Linked DNA regions of Mus musculus: region 1 is linked to region 2. Evidence: chromatin contacts called from public Hi-C data. All regions are on one chromosome and are shown on one strand. The core of a region is the stretch at or near the end of the contact, and the rest is flanking DNA. Distances in the headings are between cores, read along the strand shown. Region 1 holds the start of Dio3os (deiodinase, iodothyronine type III, opposite strand). Region 2 overlaps Gm40576 (a long non-coding RNA gene).

Region 1 (5,595 bases), core at 1,043-3,542, 57 kb before region 2:
AGCAATGCTCCTGAGAGCAAGCCAAAAACGTACAAAAGGGAGTCACTATAGCAGAGTCTCAAGTTAGCCAGACTCAGCCTGAGTTCTGTGGCTGTGCTCATCTGTGTCATGGGGATCCCCCACAACCTTTGACTTTCTTTGGAGCATTTGCACGTGGGCTTCGAAGGCCCAGGAGACCCGGCCCACCAATTCAGTCACTTGTCCCTTGGTTATTTAGAATCGATGTGGCCTAGTACCATGCAACTGTTCATCATAGCGCTCCAACCAAGTGCGCAACTCAGACACCTGGTAACCGTCGGGGCCACGGCCTCCCTGGTACATGATGGTGCCACTCTGGATGACGTAGAGGCGCTCAAAATAGGCACCATATGCGGAACTGCTAGAGTTGGCCATAGTGTCCAGGACCAGAGCACAGCCAGGTGCACCTTGTTGTAGTACTCTCGCTGCGCTGACACGGTCCTCCAGGCTGCGGTGCTGGGGGATGACATAGGGTGAATCTGTGGTGACCCAGCCGTCGGATGGGTGGGCTTCCTCGATGTAGATGATAAGGAAGTCAACGTCGCGCTGGTACTTGGTGACCAGGCGCTGGAAGGCGCTCATCCGCGCCATGAACGGTGGTCAGGTACAGCTGCCAAAATTGAGCACCAACGGGCGGGTCCCTTGTGCGTAGTCGAGGATGCGCTGGCTCTGGAAGCCATCAGGTCGGACAACCTCCGAGTTGGGCGCTGGGCCACCCTCATGGGCTTGCTTGAAGAAATCCAATTTCTGGCCATGCCACACGGCTTTGAGAGAGGCCAGGGTGCACAGACGGTTGTCGTCTGATACGCATATGGGCGGGTCGTCAGGGGGCATCTCCTCGCCTTCACTGTTGAGCTCTACTTCGGGCTCAGGGTGGTCAGGATGGCGACGGCGCAGGAAATGCTTGCGGATGCACAAGAAATCTAAAAGCCAGAGCATGAAGGCCGTGCCTAGGAAGCGCGGGAACAGCACGAGGCACGAGGCGGTCTGGGCGCAGAGCCTCAGCGAGTGAAGCAGCAGAGAGCGGAGCATGGTGGCCGCGGGCCCCGAAGCCCCCGGGGGCCCTTCACCTTCTCCGACCACCAACCTCGAGGCGGCCTGGCGAGGCATCTGGTCCTCGGTGCTCTGGGAGCTCAATTTATAGTCAAAGCTTGAATTGGCGGGAGACTCCACCTCCGACCGGGGCCCGCCCCCTTGCAACTTGAGCCCGGAGGGATCACCCAGAGGCGCGGCCAATGCCCCAGAAATCTTGGGTCGAGGGCGGGCGCAGGCTGGTCGAGGGTGGAGCGGTGCGTCCCGGGGCTGGCAGGGGCGGGCCTGAGTCCCGCAGCCCGCTCTCAGGGGCGGGGGACCCCGAAGCCGCTGTGTCCAGGGACTAGGAGCCCGATCTCAGAGCCAAGCAGTCAGTGGTGGCAATGGTGTAACCCGCGCAAGCGCCTCGCACCTCCTAGGTCCCAGCGGGCGGGTCCCAGCCCGCGCCCTCTTCGCCGCGCACCTGAGCTGAGTTCCCCGGCGGCCGCAGCGCCGCGCCGGAGCTCCGGTTCGCTTCCCGCGCGCCGCCGCCAACGCCGCCCACGCTGCTGCTGCTCGTGCGGGGTCGCTGCCCAGGTACCGCGGGAGTCCAGGTCTGCGGCCGCCGCTCGGCCGGCCCCCGGCTGCAGCCCCGCCGGGGACGCGGGCCCGCGAGGAGGCAACTTTGGGTTCCCGCCGCCTTCCCCGCTCGCCCGCGGGCGCCGCTCGACTGCCGCAGCCCGTCCGCCCGCCTCCCGCGCGCGCTCACACTCGCGCCTCGCACACGGCCGCCCCCCGCACCGCCCCGCCACGCACACCGCGCTCCGCGCCCCCCGCCGCTGCCCGAGCTTGCCGCGCGCCGCCCCAGTCCGCGCCGCGCCCGCCCCGTCCCATCTCGCTCCCGCCGGACGCCGCGGTTCCCGGGTCAGCTGCCCCTCGGCTCCAGCCCGGAGGTGCCGAGGGCAGGGCCCGCGGGTGGGCTGGCGCCCAGCTCGGGAGACCCGGAGAGTCGCGGCAAGCGACGCCGGGCCTCGCCCTCGGCCGGCTCCGGGACGCCCTGGGCGCGGGGCGCTGCGGGCGCGGGGCGCGGGGCAGCGGGCGCGGGGCGGCGCCGGCCCCGGGCGGCTCTCCCACTAGGGGTAGCTGTTGCCTGAACGCGGGAGCGCTCCCCTCTCGCCGCTTGCCTCGCCCGGCGCAGCCCCGGCCGCCGGGCGCACCCGTCCCGTTCGTCCCCGGACGTTGCTCTCTGCCCCGGGAACGTCGAGACTGGAGCGCCCGAACTGAGCCACCTTCGCGAACTCGGAGCGCGGCGGCCCGACTCAACCGCGGAGGCGCCCGGACGCGTAAAGTGCGTACTTTCAACAGGGAACGTGTGCTGAGGCTTTTTAGGGGTGCGGGGCAACTCCCCAACAGCGTGGGGCTCTGGTCGGCTCTGCCACAGCGGCGCAGACCTCCTAATCTGTCTCTGCGCGTGGCGCACTGCTGGAGACTTGGGTTCAGGGGCGGCGGGGCTGCTTGACCTGGGGTCCTCGAGACCCTAAGCAAGTTCCACTTTAGATACACCTCACAATGACCCCTCAGGTCAAGGCCTCAACCCGAAGGCAGCGCCTAAGAATCGCACTCCCTAGAATGCTCCAGCACTCACAGGGGCCTTCTCTGGGGTAACGGGACCCCAGCCGGATACTACAGCTCCAGCTGCTTGCGTCCCATGCATCGCCCTCTCGGGAGAGACCAGCTACCTAACTTTCTCTACCAGAGACCGCGCTGGCGTCTCGGGAGGGTGAGCACAGTCAGACCACTTTCCATTAGCCATGGAACTTGTCCGGAAAAGTCGACCTCAAGTAGCCCAGAGGGCGCCCAGGTAGGCGCCCGCCCTCACCACCTGGTTTCTGCTGTCCTGGCAGGATGCTCTGCCCAGGGAGTCCCTCGGTCGCGGGACCTGTGGCCGCCAGAGCAGCTGGATCTGGAGTGTGCTGCCTGTGAACAGCCTGTGAAAGTGGCTCTTCTCCCTCTGGGTCAGAGGATGTCTCTGCTCTGGGGGCAAGGGAGTAAACATCAGCACTTCCCACCTGAAGGAAGCCATCAGACTCCTTTGCTGTTTCTAGCACTCTTTGTAAGGTCTTTCAGGAGGACTTCAGAAATCTCCCTGAACGTGCCTGGCTGGGGGTTCCACTCATGGTTCTATCCCTAAGCAGGGCTCCTCTGAGCTTACAGATCAACCCCCCCCCCACTCTCTTTCAGACTTAGGTGGTAAAGTGAGAAGAGACTCTGGCTGGAGAGTCTGAGAGACAGATTGGGAGCTTCTGGGCGCTGTCTTGGGTAGAGCAAGAGATAGTTCTCTTCAGCCCAAGATCCCCTCATCTCTGGGAGATACCAGTCTAGGGCTTGTGTCCTGCTTCTTCCTATAAGGACCTGGGACAGGGATATGAGGCCGATCCTCCCCTTCTCGCATTATGTGTGTAGGTGCATATGCCATGTGGCAGCCATAGTCTGGGACAGATAGAAGTCCTTCTGGTCCTGCTCTATGGGACCAGTCACCCCTGAACATCACCCCTTTCTGATATGGGACACTTGGGAAACCCTGCCATCCACATTTCTGGACAGGGGCGGGTGTTGTGTGGGAAATAGGCTACACCCCACACCTCAGGATTCCAGAGCCTTGGATGAAGAACCCAGGCCTTCGACTTCCCTGGCATCCTGTACAGGTGAGGAAAGACCCAAGGGGTGCCAGTGATTCTGGCTTTGGGGACACATACCTGGCTTGACAACCACACCAGTGCTCCCTACCTTTCTGCGGTTCCTCCTCATCTCTATTTTCCTCCCCAGTCCTCTTTTCCCATGCCCTTCAGGGGAGCACCCCTAACTAGCTGTAGTTCTCAGCCTTTCTACCAGTTACTTAAACTATCTTGTCTTGTCCCAGTGGTCTAGAACATGAATACTGGCCCAAGGCCAAGACTCTTCTGAAATCCATGAGGGGTGTAGGCCTCAGTGGACCTGGCAGATTTGGGAAGGGACACAAGTTGGGGTACTTGTCCTGTTTCAAGAGCCGGGGTGGGATGGTATGCTCTGGGCTCTCCTGCCTGCTTTCTCCCAGCTCCAGCAGAGGGCAGACAGGGAGAGAAAGGAGGGATGCACTGGGCTGGGTCCATTTGGTATCTTGGACCAACTTGGTGGAGGAGGAGGGCCAAGGTCCTGGCATGACTGAGGAGGACTGGCCTTTGGCCAGTCTTCCACTCCCAAGATTTGGGTAGTAGTGGTCTGCCAGGGAAGGAGTGCTTAGAGGGCCTGACACTAACCCCTTCATCTCCTAGCCTCCGGGTGGGGTTGGTGTGCAGTGTGTGGCAGGCATAGTCTCTGCCTCCCATTCCCAAGGCTGTCAGGAGACACCCATGCAGGTTGGTGGGTCTTGCCACTGGCTTCTATGTCTCCCAGCCGGGGTATTTCCTACGCACTCAGAAAAGATGGCCCAGCCCCTAGATTTAGAGAAGAGCATCAGAGAATAACAGTCCTGTGCCCTGGGTCTGACCCCATCTCATCATGCCCTGGTTACATGGGCTCAGTCTTCCTTGACCGTCACTCCTGTCGCTCTTGGTCTGCTTCCCCCACCCTGGTCTCTGGACACTTGAGGTTTTCCTTCCTCTGAACTTCCACCCATGGTGTTCCTGTTGCCCTTCTCTTTCCTCCCTCCACCCCTATAGTCCTCCTGTTCTTCTAAAGCCCTGGTCTGACCTGGCCCCACCCTTCCTCATACAGGGGAGCCCACTTTCTGCCTGGACTCTTCTTGAAGGAGCACACTCCCTCTTCCTGGCCCTTCTTCCTCAGTGGCCAGCAGCCTGTTCAGCAGATGCATTTCTGTGTTTGCCCAGCAGACCTCCCAGGCTGGCCCAGGCGGGATCCCTTGGAGAGACTTCTGGGAGGGGCCCAATAAAGCTTTGTGCAATGAGAAACGTGTACAGTGTGGACTTACTGAAAACCGGGTTTGGGGAGAATTTCTAGATGTGTCGTTCTGCCCTCTGCACACGGCGGCGGTAAGCAAGCAAGGTAGGACATGTTGGTGGCAGCAGGCCTGAGTGAGGTCATCTAGGACTGGCTCCGTGGAACATCCCCTTTTGGGTGTGGCATCTAACGAATATGCCCTCCACCTGCCCACTTTATCCCGGTTCCTTTTCTAGGCTGTGCACCGCTCCCTCTGAAAGAGGTGCTTAGCCCTTTCCACTAGTTTGAGAGTGGTCTTTGAGACACGTTTTCCCACCTCTGACTCAGGCCAACTAAGGTGGGCACAGAAATACTCTGAGGAGACAGGGTGGCCAGTAGCTCAGTGATGATCTTGGGCTGATCTTGGAGAGCCAGGGTCTTAGCATCTTGTCAATGTCTTCCTCAGATGTTGCTCCACAGATGTAGAAGGTTCTAGACACCTTGGAAGGACTTGCACTGCTCTTGTCTGCTACTCTGGGGTCCTGTAAAATCCTACCTGTCCCCACCATCTGGCCATTTGCCTCCAGTACTGTCTTACCTGACCTTTCCTGTCTTTCCTTGAGGCCCCGCCCCCACCCTGCAGCCTAACTT
Region 2 (5,412 bases), core at 2,550-5,049:
GTACTCCTTTGCCAGTGCTTTTGGCTCAGGCGTCTTTGTGGGAAAGAACTAGGCCCATGGAGAGCAGGGAGGACTTTGTTCCGTGGTAGTCATTGCCACTCCAGAACCAGGGATGAACTGCCAACCCAGGCTTGTACCTTTATAATCAATTGCTTTGAAGCCCAGGATACCCACTATCAACGTGGTGGCTGGAGGTGATCCAGGCAGCTGGTGTGTGAGCATAGATCAGGGCCCACAGGAGCCTCGCCGGGATTCAGCCTTCATCTTCATGGGGCTCTAACACTCCCTGCTGTGGGAGCCTCAGGATTCCTTTGCCTGTGGGGACAGTGGAAGTGAATGGATGGCATGAGTTGGAGTAAGCCAAAACCTGTATCCTGTGTTTGACCAGATAAAGGTCCCAGAGGGATTTCACAGGTATGTCACAGCTAATGAGCGGGATCCCAGATTGTCTGATGGGTCCAGTGTTACCACAAAGGCAAGAAGGAGATGGAAAAGTCATAGCCACAGAGAAGGTGATAAATGCCTTCTAGGTGCTATGGAAGGTGAGGAAACAGAGGGCTTGCAGAGCTGCCAGCCTGCTGCTGTTCTGATTTGACACAGTAAGGGCTGTCTTGGACACTCACCTTCAGAACAGTGAGATCACACAGGCCAGCAAGCCCACAGGGCTCTGCCGAGGCAGCTGCAGAAACAGCAGTCAGATGGCATGGTGCAAGGGTCTGGTGGCTGACGGGAAGGAAGCTCATGAGGTAGAGCCTGCAAGCAATGAGGACACCTTGCTGGGAAACAATGACTTCTTAGACCAGAGTGGAGGGAGGGTTTGCCTGGTGAGACTTACTGAGAGGGTTGAGTCCTGTTGGGGCTCTGACCTCCAGTTGAGGGTCTGTGTCCAATTTGGAAGGACAAGGGAACCCCTGAGAGCTTCTAAATAAAGTCTGATGGGAGTGCAGTGTGTGAGGCCCATAGACTGCCTCTGGGCCAGGAAATGGTGGGTGTCTCAAGGCAATGGGAATATCTGGCCTCACGGAGGATGCTGAGTGCTTGAGGGTGTATATACTGCCCCAAATCCTCCTGGAACCAGGCACATCACAGAGCATGGTGAGTGTAAGCGGACAGGGCTTCAAGCAGAAAGGAAGAAAGCAGAGACAAGAAGGCACAACTTTATTGAAACAAACAAACACACAAACAAACAAAGGGGTCTTAAAGACATATGGGGAATCCTTGTCCAGCTTTCTCTAGTTTCTATTAGGTCAAAAATGCAAGTCGCTTTGAAAACTTGATTTGGCTATGTACTCACTGATAAGTGGATATTAGCCCCAAACCTAGGATACCCAAGATATAAGATATAATTTGCTAAACACATGAAACTCAAGAAGAATGAAGACTGAAGTGTGGACACTATGCCCCTCCTTAGATTTGGGAACAAAACACCCATGGAAGGAGTTACAGAGACAAAGTTTGGAGCTGAGATGAAAGGATGGACCATGTAGAGACTGCCATATCCAGGGATCCACCCCATAATCAGCATCCAAACGCTGACACCATTGCATACACTAGCAAGATTTTATTGAAAGGACCCAGATGTAGCTGTCTCTTGTGAGACTATGCCGGGGCCTAGCAAACACAGAAGTGGATGCTCACAGTCAGCTAATGGATGGATCATAGGGCTCCCAATGGAGGAGCTAGAGAAAGTAGCCAAGGAGCTAAAGGGATCTGCAACCCTATAGGTGGAACAACATTATGAACTAACCAATACCCCGGAGCTCTTGACTCTAGCTGCATATATATCAAAAGATGGCCTAGTCGGCCATCACTGGAAAGAGAGGCCCATTGGACTTGCAAACTTTATATGCCCCAGTACAGGGGAACACCAGGGCCAAAAAGGGGGAGTGGGTGGGCAGGGGAGTGGGGGTGGGTGGATATGGGGGACGTTTGGTATAGCATTGGAAATGTAAATGAGCTAAATACCTAATAAAAAATGGAAAAAAAAAAAAGAAAACTTGATTTGGAAATAGTTGCTGGGAATTTGAAAACACGGCTCATCCAAAAGACACAATAAAAACTCGTGTGAGGGTGACAGAGGCAGGTTCGGGGCTGCGTGACTTCTGTCTCCAGACGATTGCTAACAGTGTTAAGAGGGTGGGGCTAGGAACCCAGGAAGGAAGGTGACAAAGGCTCTCGGCAAGAGGATCTCCATTCTCTGCAGAGACACAGCTCTGGAAAATCCTGTGCAGAGACCAGATTCCAAGTGCCCCAGAGTTCCTGCTTCTGCAGGGAGAGAGAACAACACCGACTCTTGCCAGAATGGTATGAGAGTAAACAGCGTGGAAAGTCACTCCTCCTGCATCAGCCAAGGAGAGTCTGCTGTTGTCTGTGCAGTAATAGCATTGGATGAGGGACCTGGTCACTGATGATAAGGTGTCTTAAGAGCAGGGCCACCTCTTCTGAGACTTTGAACTTCATTTTCAATAAATTGTACTCTTGAACCTAGAAGTATTTAAGCCCTTCCAAATCAGAGGGTCATCGTCTTCCTTATAAGAAAAAGCTCAAACCCTTCATGGATGTGCCAAGAGGTTCCCCTAGGGGCAGCTGCCTGGCTTGTATCCTAGGGAAGGATGCAAGAGGTAGGAGGAGCTGATGTCCCTGATACCTCTGAATGTGGTCTTGGGTTCAGCCAACAGGGAGACCCCTCCAGAGAGGCCTGGAGAAGAGACACCCGGGACACCGAGGTCTCTGGGTCCTGCCTGCTCTTGGAAGTTAGAGCCCCAGATACAAAAGGTCCCTAGATGCTCTCTGAATCAAAGGGTTTCCTCTGGAGTTATTCAAAGTGTGAGGGCCTAGTTTCTCCATCCTGAGCCAAGTGTCTGGGGATTAATTAGTTTAATTGGTTCCTGCCTTAGGCTAGATAGTCAGTGTCAAAGGAGAGAAGCAAAAGATACTTTTTGTGTGGGAAGGCAGAAAGTGCCTGGTCACAGCCCAGGGTGGTCACAACAGAGCACTTCCACTGGGGCCGGCACGGTCTGGGAAAAGGTTGGATCCAGTCACAGAGCCCTGCTGCATATCGGGTTGAGCTGTGGAGTTCTTGGAAAGGATGATGTCATGATAAGGTCCCAGTGTGGGACTGTGCACTGGTGACAGTGCTCTGTTGACAATCTTAGGCTGATCAATCTCTGGGTTCAGGGGTTTCGGATCCTGCTGTGAACCCCCACTTGGAGCAGGAAGCCCCCTCTGGATCTGGCTGGGGTTCCTGGCCTCCTATTTGCATATGTTAATTTCATGGGTTCAGTGGGTGGAGGGATGGATAGTGAGCCAGAGTGCAGAGGGGAAGGTTTGGCTAGCAGAGTGACTGTGGAGTAGTCACTGGGACCATCTCTGGGAGCATCCCTATCTGCAGTGTGCAGCACGACCCTGTGCATCCTGCAGCCACATCACGAGACTATTGTACTGATACACAAGGAAGCTTCATCCCAGCAGTCCAGGAAGCCATGCACAAGGCTTTGTGGCTGGTGCGTGCATCTCAAGGAAGCAGGACCTGCTGTACTTTTTAGAACTAAGGAGGGTCAACAAGACAGTGGTTAGAAAGCGCATGAGGCTCAAAACAAGGCAGTGACTCTAAATAACCCAAACGGAATGCTCTCTGTTTGTAGTCTGCTACCCAAGTCCAGGTGGAAAATATTTATCTTTGCCGTTTTTTACGAATACTGGCCTCTGGCCAGATGAAGCAATGCCAGGTACAGAGAGACTTTGCTCCATGGAGCTCCGAGGGCAAAGGTGGCAGGAAGGTCCCTGCTGACCGCTCATGTGCCAGATTGCCTTAGAGATCCCCGGGCTGAAGGCTGGAGCTCTCTGTTTACTGTTGGTGGTGGTGTGCTTTTCTCTCCCTTAAAAAAAAATCTGGGAAAAATCTAAGTAAGGTAAAAGTCGCCAGTGCAGCATTCTTTCTTTCAGGGCTGGTGGTGGAACGCAGGATCTGAACTCATGCTGCGAGCATTTCACATCGGGTTCCGTGCCAGTATCAGTAACACTGAGTACCGCGGTGCTGGTGTCCACGACCGACTGCCACCCGGCTCCAGCATTCTTTCCATTTTTCTAAAGTGGAAGCCACTATGCCTTTCCCTGGTCCCTGGACACCTGCACCCTTGTTTTTCCTATCTCTTCATTTGTCCACACCAGGACCCCCTTCAGAGCGGGAGAACACACTGTTATCCTGTCGCTGGTTCAGACATCCTAGACTGGGCAAACGTTTCTGGGTTCTTGGCATCTTACTTGGAGAATTAAAGACACATGCACAGATTGCACAGTGCTGGGGACTTGCTCAGAAACAAAGCAGTCTTATAGCTCAACGGAGCAGCAGGTCCCTTGAGCCAGAGCATTCAAGGTTAGTGTTTGGGGTTTCCTTTTATGGGGTCAAGGATAAGGAGGAGCTGGTTATTAGGGGGCATGATATGGAGGGCTCTGTCTTGATTGACAGGCTTGGGTTATGTGAGCCTTTGATACTTCCCATGATGCACCTGATTTCAATCGTGAGCATGCCCAGTTCTGCATATGATCTCAAGTAGGGATTTCCCCTCAAAGTTCACTCAGAGGACATCGTTTGCTCGTTGCGCATGCACCCAAAAGTGGTTCAGACTGGAGCGGCTCTCTATCTCTCATTCCCAGGGGGTTTCACGATTTGTTTGAATGGAAACTGACCACCAAAGAGGAGCCAGAAAGGGATTGCTACGGGAAAGGAAATCCATCCCATTGTTTGAGTCGGGTATGAGTTCAGCTCTCCGAAGATGGGCTCCTAGGATACATAGTTGAAGCCAAGTGCAGTCCCACGTTGCTAAGCTGTCCCTGTGCTCGCCTGCCTCCATCCCAGGTGTCCACCCTCTCCACTTAGCATCCTCAGATAGACGGCCTGGTCCAGGATCATCTTCATCTTTGGTGACAGCGCTCATCAGCTTTGCTTTTTATGATAAATTATTTGCATAGCTTTTGTATTGAATCATGCAGTAAACCATACACAGCACAGAATTTCCCTGTTTTGTCAGTTTTTTTTTTTTTAAGAGTAGTCACAGCGTATCACAACTGCCACCATCACTACATATTGCACCCTTTAAACTGATTCCCGTCACCCTCTACCCAGCCTATGGTCACCCCTGTTCTTTCTCTGTCATGGATTGACTACCATGGTTTTCCCTTGTTTCTGGCTGATGTCCTCAGCATCGAGTCTCGGAGGTTCTCTCACAGGTATCTAGGCCGTGACAGGATTTTTCTGTTCATTTGTAACTGAAGAAGGCTCCACATGTGTGTGGTCACATCTGATGACCGTTATCTGCTGACAGACCTTCAGCTGGTTCCACTTGCGAATAACAGCACCGTGGACATAGACATACAATGATTTGTTTGGATCCTGGATTTCAATGATGAGTG

The links. Hi-C and Micro-C count contacts between places; a contact is called where the count stands out from the background.
Region 1: a Hi-C map of liver shows a contact between it and region 2, with 2.6 times the contacts expected there. The contact joins the promoter of Dio3os here to the enhancer-like site in region 2. A contact is called at or near these places in 2 of 39 promoter capture datasets (liver and macrophages), 1 of 15 datasets of contacts at CTCF or cohesin (the NIH/3T3 cell line), 5 of 484 Hi-C or Micro-C datasets (the Patski cell line, cerebral cortex and liver), 4 of 115 datasets of contacts at active chromatin or transcription factors (embryonic forebrain, embryonic midbrain, embryonic stem cells and 1 more) and 3 of 9 other capture datasets (adipose tissue, liver and pancreatic islet).

The regions. Positions count from the first base shown.
Region 1 is chr12:110,274,765-110,280,359 of GRCm38.p6, reverse strand. Dio3os (deiodinase, iodothyronine type III, opposite strand) reads left to right here and starts at 2,292. Exons shown (of 4, transcript NR_002866.2): 1 at 2,292-2,377; 2 at 2,611-2,809; 3 at 2,934-3,734; 4 at 4,783-4,976. It overlaps Dio3 (deiodinase, iodothyronine type III), which reads right to left and starts at 1,130. Exons shown (of 1, transcript NM_172119.2): 1 at 1-1,130. The coding sequence starts at 1,128. The coding sequence ends at 214. It overlaps Mir1247 (microRNA 1247), which reads left to right and starts at 2,231; the gene lies at 2,231-2,312.
Region 2 is chr12:110,219,063-110,224,474 of GRCm38.p6, reverse strand. Gm40576 (a long non-coding RNA gene) reads left to right here. Exons shown (of 3, transcript XR_001780704.2): 3 at 1-1,349. Among named protein-coding and RNA genes, the nearest start is that of Gm34895, 6.2 kb to the right of the region's middle. Within about 2 kb of position 3,799, at least 16 of the 459 cell types and tissues checked have an H3K27ac peak or open chromatin away from gene starts, as enhancers often do. A contact at or near this core is called in liver, where this site is marked.